3 separate regions of the Zea mays genome follow, and all the other regions are linked to region 3. A link is a contact called in public Hi-C data. All regions are on one chromosome and are shown on one strand. The core of a region is the stretch at or near the end of the contact, and the rest is flanking DNA. Distances in the headings are between cores, read along the strand shown. Region 1 holds the start of LOC103636817. Region 2 holds the start of LOC100193187. Region 3 holds the start of LOC100278950 (transcription initiation factor TFIID subunit 4b).

Region 1 (2,859 bases), core at 283-2,782, 130 kb before region 3:
CGAGTCTTGTGCCTAGCTAGGGGTGGACCTCCTCGAGGGCGAATTTCAGTCCCGGTTACAAAAATCTCCTCGATGTGTTCCACTCGCTTCGGGTTACGTCTTGCGCGCCATAATCTTGCTAGACCGTTGCAGAGTAGACGATGATGACATGCTAGTGATGGAGATCTAGGGTTCGAGAATTTTCTCGGTTATGAGTCTCGGGACTATATTTTGGTCTCTTCTTAATATAATACCGGAAGAACCGTCATTCTCTTCCCGTCGAGTTTTTTTTGTGTGTGTCTAGCTAGGCATAATTTTGTACGGGGTATAGTAGGCTCTTCCATCCAAAGAAGGAAGAGAAGTGAAGAAACAGCGCACAAAGAGAAGATAAGTATATCTGCGGTGGCATAAGAATCGAATGGTTGGTAGTGGTACCCACAAATACAGTGAGACTCGGTCGGAACTACCCTATCGTGCCAAATTCAGGCACTTGTGGAGCCAGCAGGGAGGCTGCGGCAGGCCGCCTGCTTCGTGGTCCAGACGCTGCCCAGCCCTGCTGGTAGTAGTAGTGGTAGGCTGGCCCGGCGGCACCGACCCGATGATCATCAGAGACGACGGGGGGAGGCAGTCGTCGTCGGACCCCGCGCTCGGGGCTGCCGGCGGACCCGGACTCCGTCGACGACGACGACACGCTCGTCCTCGAGTCCACGCTAGTAGACGACGCCTCCTTCTTCCCGGGCGCCGCGCCGCCGAAGCACCCTAGAGCCAGCGTCAGCTCCAGCTCGCTCTCTCGGAGAAGGAGCGGAGGGGCCTCGCTGTTGCCACTCCGCCCATGCTGCTGCGGCGGCGAGTGGGCGTCGTCGTCCCACGACCTGCTGCTCGAGCCGGCGCCGGTCCCCACGGTGCGTCTCTCGTCGTCGTCGTCCTCCGCCGCCGCCTCAAGGTCGCGTCGCGTGGCCGCGGGCGGCATTGCCGTTGCCGTTGCCGATCTTGTTGCCTCGTTCGTCGCCGCGTCATCGCCGGCCATCAGTAGCTGCTGGGCCCGGTACAGCCGGTGCAGCTCCTGGACCTGGTGTGGAAACGTACGTCGATCAGCATTAGAGGTTGCTTTAGGGATCGGAGCCGGGCGCGCGGTTTGAGAAACGCATGCACGTGAGCTAGGACTGGAGGCTGGCTCTCTGCTAGCTAGCTGCTTGGTTTGCTTGATTCTTATTATTACCTGTTGCCTGAACGTCTCTTCTTGCCTTAGCATGGCCATCTTCATGCGCTCCTTCTCGAACTGCTTCAGATGATACCTTGACATCTTCTCACTTGGATGCTTATCGGGATCGAAAAAACCTTGGGAGTTGGGACGTTCTCTGTGTTGGATCGAGGAGGAGGAGGGTAGGGTTAGGGGCACTTAGCTTTCTGGACACTCCACGGCCTGCTGCTATTTTAAAGGCGCAGAGCGGCCGGGATGGACGCAGCTCGGAGTGCGGGGGGATCGATCGGAATTCGGAGGGGGAGGAATGATATGCCGGCCCCACGGCCCACCACGAACTCGCGACTCCAAAAGCAGGGGACACAGCAACCCCCACTTGCTATAAATATGTGTATCCAACCATGTATCTATCTATCCAGAAATAGATTTTTATGGAGTGAGGGGGAGCACTAGGCGAGCGAAAAAGAATCGGGCGGAGAGACAGGCACGGCACAGCACAGCACAGAAAGTGGCAAGGCTGTTGTTCACATGCATGTGTGCCTGCCCGCCCTGCCTGGAATATATCATGCCTCCCTTATTAACTTGTTGACATCACACACATCCACTCAGGAATACATAAATGGCACGGTCGCCCCCAGCCCCACTTTTGATCTCTCAATCCTGGGGTGAACTGTCATCCCCAGATCATCAGCCACTTCTGGACCACACTAGCTCGATCGATCGTCCTCTCGAGAAATGACCATGATGCTGTTCAGGTAAAGAAGAGCTGGACTTTGCCACACGTTTATTCGGTGTTACGTATAATTAGCCATACGAGTTCGTTAAGGGCAATGCTATTTTCCGTTTCCCGGGGATTATTGGCCACCGCAAAACGATTCCTAGCTGGATTTTTTTTGAAAAAGGACACGGCAAGAGCATTGCCATGGCCAAAAATTTATTAGAAAGGGACACTTCCAAACACTGGAAAGGAAAAGGAAAAACAACACTAGGGTAGAGGGGGGCAAAGAAAAGAAAAGAAGCACTAGCAAAACAGCCCACTAGAAACCCAGCACGCCACACAAACAAAACGCTAAAACGCTAAAATTAACTAGAAGCTCTTTGCGGGTTGAAATCTTCTTTGACGAAGTTGGCCACTTCTCGCTCGCTCTTCTCAAGACCATGAAAGATTCTTCGATTTCTTTCTTTCCAAATCTCCCACCAAAAGTAAATACAGAGACCATCGAATTCCTTGCGAGCAGTTTTCTCTACTTTTAGTCTGCACTTCCTCCACCATCCATAGACCGACGAGCACTGGTCCAACTTTGGCAGAGAGGAGAGGTTGTACCACGAGCTGAGCCAACTCCAACACGATTTTGTGAATATGCAATCTTTTGCTAGATGGCCCACCGTCTCCGGTTCGCGCTTACAAAGCTTGCAGATAGGATCATTATTCCAACCTCGCTTCTGAAGATTATTGGTCGTTAGAATTTTGTTATGGAGGAGGGTCCATGCAAAGAACCGACATTTAGGCTCTGTCTTCGCCTTCCAAACTGGAGAAAGTTTGAGCTTGGCAAAACTCCCGTGGAACTGAGCCAGGTAAGCACTCTTGGTAGAGTATTCGCCATCTGATGTCCAGCGCCATCTGATTTTGTCTACTTCCTCAATATTTATATGGACTTCATGGATGGCTTCCCAAAGTC
Region 2 (2,748 bases), core at 179-2,678, 250 kb before region 3:
CAATGGTAAGACGCTCGGGTGTAGTGTTACCCTAATATCCTCTCTAGCAGCTTATCTATACATATACTCATATTCAAATTACACTATATAAACAGCGCAATCTGCTATATAAAACAATGCAAAACAGTGTTTGTAGTGACCATATAGGTGCAATGTACAGTAGTCCACCCGTATGGTCACAAAAACACCTTTTGCATATAATATCTTACAATATTTGTCTTAACTCATAAAAATGGCTCCAACCGTTCTTATTTTACATATTTTTTATTAAAAAAATATAAAACACACCATGAAGTGACTCAAATGTATTCCACTTCAAATCAATGTCATATCTTCGTTTTCTATTTCATTCTCAACAATTTCTTTATATTAACTATTGGAACTCAATTTATTTTAGTGCCCTTAACACTTTAAAATGATGTGCTCAATCCGTTTCAATTTATAATTCATTTTATTTTTTACCTCGAGTTTGACCAGCTCGTCGTATTGGAAAAAAAATTATAATTATTATTAGCTTTTAATGTGGTATCGTTTAGCATATAATATATTGTAGATATGTCTTTGAATTTTTCATATTTATAAAAAAACTAAATAAGACAAGGCAGCCAAAATTAGTAAAGAAAAGTGAAACGAATTCTAAATTAGGACAGATGGAGCAATATTTTTAATTTGTAGGACACTATTTTAAAGCATCTTGTTGGAGATGCTAGAAATTAGACAAAAACTAACTTGTTTATACTCAATCCAGTTTTCGAAAGCCAGATTCTTAAAAAAAACTCGAGGGTTCCGTCCTTAGCTTTGGATCTGTTTTTTTCCCCGTAAATTGGACGTGGTCGAGCTGTCGCTGCAGCACAAGGGGCGGAGTGCGTCGCAATCAGCGGGCATTAGGGGCGAGCACGAATCCACGGCACGCTGAGTCAGACGCACCGGGGCTGCCCGACACGCGAATCCACGCACCCGTCTCTGTCCCATCCGCAGCCCCACCCCACGGAAAAGCAAGCAGGCCCATCCAGCCGCAGGCATGCGGGGGCAGCAGAAGCGGCAAACCGCGCGCCCGCCCACGACGCGACGCGACGAGCGGCGGACGGGGCGAACGCGCGGCGCCCCGGAACGCGTGGTGGAACCGTTCCGCACACCCTAGGGCCAGGAGGAGGACGCGATCCGACGGCCCGCGGGTGCCCGACCGGCCGCGGAGACACGGAGCCGCCCCCCGCGCACCCGAGGACCTTGGAACTTCCTCGCACGACACACACACACCCTCACCGCACCGCACCACCTGGCGGGGCCCGCCTCTCTGTCTGACCCCGGTCCAAGCCTCTGGTTACCTAACCTAACCAACCATGGTTGCTCGTGCAGCTCCAGCACTCTCCAGGGGCCTATATATCTCCTTCCCCGGCAGCGAACCAGCCGTTCTCTTCGTTCCGTCTCGCAGTGGTAGCACCGCAGCAGAGAGAAGAGAGATCTTCTAGCCTAGTAGTAGCATCTACTTACTAGTGAGTGAGTAGGAGTACTTGGCTAGGACGGGGGGGCCGTGACGACGGTAGCAGCATGAGCTGCAACGGGTGCCGGGTGCTGCGCAAAGGCTGCAGCGAGGCCTGCGTGCTGCGCCCCTGCCTCCAGTGGATCGACGCCGCCGAGGCGCAGGGCCACGCCACCGTGTTCGTCGCCAAGTTCTTCGGCCGCGCGGGCCTGCTCTCCTTCATCTCCGCTGTCCCGGACGCGCAGCGGCCCGGTACGCTTCCGTCCCGTCCCGTCCCCATGCATGAACTATCACACACCGACCATGATCCCTAGCTAGCTTATTATTGCTTACCAGGCTTACTGTGGTCCATGGCACCTCCTCGCAGCCCTGTTCCAGTCGCTGCTGTACGAGGCGGCGGGGCGGACCATCAACCCGGTGCACGGCGCGGTGGGGCTGCTGGGCACGGGGAACTGGCACCTCTGCCAGGCCGCCGTCGACACCGTGCTGCGGGGCGGCGCCATCGGCCCGCTGCCGGAGCTTGGCGCCGGGACGGGCCACCTGTACGGGCCCCCCGCCGCCACCGACAAGCGCGCCGGCGGCTGGTCCACCTTCTCCACGGCGAAGCGGGCGCGGAAGGCCGCCGCCGGTGCCGGGGCGCCGCCCGCGGCGGAGGCGGCGGCGTACTGCGACCTAGGGCTGTGCCTCAGCAGCAGCCCCGGGTCCCCGCCGGCGACGGCGGACGGGAGGAGGGCCCCCCTCCTGCGGCCCGGCACGCCGTCCATGAGCTCGGACGAGTCCGTCACGACCACGGCCGGCGGCGACAGGGAGCCCGTGCTGCTCAACCTTTTTGCCTGATGAAGCCGCCGGTCGACGACGCAGGCCAAACCAAACCAAACCACACGCGCAGCGGCTCTCTTGATTGGCCGCCGTGTGATGTGATGTTTTGTCTGGACGATCTGTCCCGGCGGCCAGGCGTTTTCTCTCGTCGCCGGCGACGGCAAGGCCGTTTTTCATTCGTTTCTGGCTGCGGCCTTAGATTTTATTTTTGGTTGCGTAGTAGCGGTAGTAGAAAAGAAACTACCAGTAGCAGCCGGAGCCGGCCTCGAAGCCCCGTTTGCGTGTGGGCGAAGATGAGACTATGAGAGCGCCGGTGGCCACCCCACCAAAGTATAACTGTTTTTTCCCCCTGTTCTTTTTTTCCCCTTCTCTCCTTTATTGAACAATTACTATAATATAAATAAAATACTATAGCACCACCACTACATCTGAGCTTCGGTGGGTCGACC
Region 3 (3,073 bases), core at 47-2,546:
GTGGTGCACCGGACAGTCCGGTGCACCACCGGACAGCCACTGTAGCAGTCCGGTGCTCGATTTCCTTCCATACCGGGCGCGGCCGACCGTTGGTCCTCCGGGGCCGTTGGTGCACCGGACACTGTCCGGTGTGCCCAACCGACCGTTGGCGCGGACCACGTGTCGCGCGTTGATTGCACGGACGACCGTTGGCCGCTGGCGCCGTTGACTCACCGGACAGTCCGGTGCATCACCGGACAGTCCGGTGAATTATAGCCACGTCACCTTTCTCTTTTCCCGAGAGCATCCAATTCACGTTTGACCAACCTGGGGCACCGGACACTGTCCGGTGCACCATCGGACAGTCCGGTGTGCCAGGCCCGAGCTGGTGTTGGCTGTACTTTGCCAATTCTTCTCCAATTCAATTATTCTTTTCTTGGCACTGTTTCTAGCACTTAGATAACCATGTTAGTATACAAAAACAATTCACTAAGTCTAGAAACATACTTTGTTCTTGATTTCACACTTCTCACTCATTTGGCACATAAGAACTCACTCAATATGTGTTGGACATCTAATCACCAAAATACTTATAGAAATGGCCCAAGGGCATATTTCCCTTTCAGTCTCCCCCTTTTTGGTGATTTATGCCAACACATCAAAAAGCAACAAAAGAAGTGCAACATCAATGCAAATGAAGACCAATTCCCTTTTTACTTAAGATTTGGCATATTTGGATCACTCTTTGCCACCACTTGGTTTGTTTTTGCAAATCAAATTCTTTTTCCTATCTCTAAGTCAAACACACTTGTTTGGGCAAATCGAGAGATATTCTAAGAGTAAAATTGATCAAGTGTCAAAAACTCCACCTTTTTCCTATAATCAAAATTCTCCCCCATAAGAGACCAAATTTTGTAATAAGAGTATTTTGACAAAAACTAAATTCTAATATTCCTCTATTTTGAAAATTCACAAGTGGTTGACTGATCCATTTTACTTTTGCGTTGGCCTTAATTTCTCCACTTTGGCATTAAGCTCTAAAATAGGATCATTCTTGGCTCTTTAACCTCGTTGCCTTACCAAAATGATGATGCCATTAACAAAATAGTTTACAAATCATTTATTTTAAGTCCGGATGTATGTGCATGGATACTAGGATGCCGATCAGGGGAAAGTACCCAGTTCATGTTTATCCAAAAGAGATTTGTAAGAAAGAATTATAAGAAAACTGAAACATGTAACCCTATCGAGATATTAGACGGGCCATTTGTACAGATCCAAGAAGGCCCACTGACAGCCCAGTAAGACACGGAGGCGCCATGGGAAAAAGTAGCCGGCCTTCTTCCTCCGGCTCCCTTCCTTCCTGCCCGCACAAGGGATTTCGTTTTGTTTCGTTTCATTTCATTTCGTTTCCTCCCGTTCGTCGAAGCCCCGGCGGAGAGGCGAGGTGAGCTTTCTCGGAGAGGGGACCTCGCGCCACCAGCCGCCCGAGCTTCCCGCGCCATGGATCCCATCATGAAGCTACTCGAGGACGACGAGGTGCCCCGCCTGACCTGGGCCTCTCTTGCCATTTTCGGATTCTTGTGGGGTGAAGGCGGGGGGGGATTTGATCGGAACGGTGTCCTTCTTGTTCCGAATTGCGCAGGATGAGAGTCTGCACTCGGGTGCCGACGTCGAGGCCTTCACGGCGGCGCTGAACCGCGAGGTGGAGGCCAGCGCGAGCGCCAGCGCCAGCACCAGCACCAGCGTTCCCGCCGGCTCCTCGTCCCAGCCCACGGATCACGGTGCTGGTGAGCCCCCAGACCCCGTTGCCCCTTTCTGTTCTCTCTTCGAATTCGCGTTGTGCACTGCTTTTGGCGATAATTGGGGGCTATAGGAATCGAGAAATGACACGGGTGGTTTTGGATAATGCGGCTCTTGGGTTGGGGAAAAATAACTTCGACCGACGTTTCTTTTGTCCATGGTAACAGAATGCAGCTCCAGAGTTGGAAATGCTGGACCTCCATTTTTCTGTTTAGTGTGTGCAATGCATATACAATCTGAACAAATGCACCTCGATGAATCTCTCGTTCAAAAATGGGTTGGCTCAACTCTCTGATGGAGCCTGTGACACTGACATCACAAATAGGAAGCAAGTTTCTTTGAGTTTGATTTGAATAGGGTCTGACATTTATGCATTCTTGCAGTACAAATAAAAACAGTAGGGAAAACAATGCTGAAGTAATGGAACTTGGACATTCTGTCGTAAGAAAATAAATTGTGCTTAATGCTTCTTCATTACATTAAAATTAAAATAAGTGTTCAAGACTTTGGGGTCAAATAATGGTCTATGGAGCTGGAATCATATGGGTTTCTGAAGTTAGCCTAGGATTTATTAGAAATAGCTATGGGTTTCTGACTTAGTTCAGTAATTATCACCAATATGTTGGTCTTATTTTAAAATTAATCAGAGTGGATGGTGTTTGTACTGTTGGTCATGGAGGTATGAAGTCAGCCAAAAAACTCGTTTGAACTTGAAGACATGTTAGGGTTTCCGGTTCAAAAATAATTGTAGAGTGGTTTTTATACGAGTGTTTGTGGTTGCCCTTGGACTATGGAGATTGGAACAGAGAATCGAATTTACACTTCCATTCTTGTTATGATGGACTTTGCAACAAAAATAGAACTCGCAAACATAATTAGGGTGTTATTTTATGGTATTCTCTTTAGGAGTATAGTATTTATGTTTCCCTTTTGTTTGGATGATCTGAACCAGAGTTTTTTTGGCATTGGTGTTATGAGTGCAATGAAGTTTTCAATCAAAGACTGCATTAGGAACATTTTCAGCAAGTAAGCAGAAGTATATTTTTTTTGTATCCATGTCTTTGCTTGCATGTGATGCTTTTTTTTTGTTATTTCAGTATTTCACTGTCCTCAGTTTTTCTACCTATACTCGTTTGATAAGTATAAACATTACTTCACATGGAAGCATTACTATCATGTGAAGGAAGCATATTGATATATATGTATATTTTCAAAAGCTGGCTTCTTCCAAGTTTCAACATAACTTTTAGGTATATTTCCAATTTAAGGGGCATTATAAAGTTCTTGCTTG

Evidence for each region. A called contact is a pair of places that touch in the nucleus more often than the background predicts.
Region 1: a contact with region 3 is called in a Hi-C map of root tip, with 8 times the contacts expected there. The contact joins the promoter of LOC103636817 here to the promoter of LOC100278950 in region 3. A contact is called at or near these places in 10 of 25 Hi-C or Micro-C datasets (bundle sheath, ear, endosperm and 3 more).
Region 2: a Hi-C map of bundle sheath shows a contact between it and region 3, with 2.8 times the contacts expected there. The contact joins the promoter of LOC100193187 here to the promoter of LOC100278950 in region 3. A contact is called at or near these places in 8 of 25 Hi-C or Micro-C datasets (bundle sheath, ear, endosperm and 3 more).

The regions. Positions count from the first base shown.
Region 1 is chr1:77,750,130-77,752,988 of Zm-B73-REFERENCE-NAM-5.0, reverse strand. It overlaps LOC103636817, which reads right to left and starts at 1,532. Exons shown (of 2, transcript XM_008659141.4): 1 at 1,199-1,532; 2 at 1-1,048. The coding sequence starts at 1,282. The coding sequence ends at 443.
Region 2 is chr1:77,867,275-77,870,022 of Zm-B73-REFERENCE-NAM-5.0, reverse strand. LOC100193187 reads left to right here and starts at 1,428. Exons shown (of 2, transcript NM_001138342.1): 1 at 1,428-1,732; 2 at 1,799-2,748. The coding sequence starts at 1,549. The coding sequence ends at 2,604.
Region 3 is chr1:77,616,037-77,619,109 of Zm-B73-REFERENCE-NAM-5.0, reverse strand. It overlaps LOC100278950 (transcription initiation factor TFIID subunit 4b), which reads left to right and starts at 1,296. Exons shown (of 15, transcript XM_008659106.3): 1 at 1,296-1,518; 2 at 1,625-1,769. The coding sequence starts at 1,483.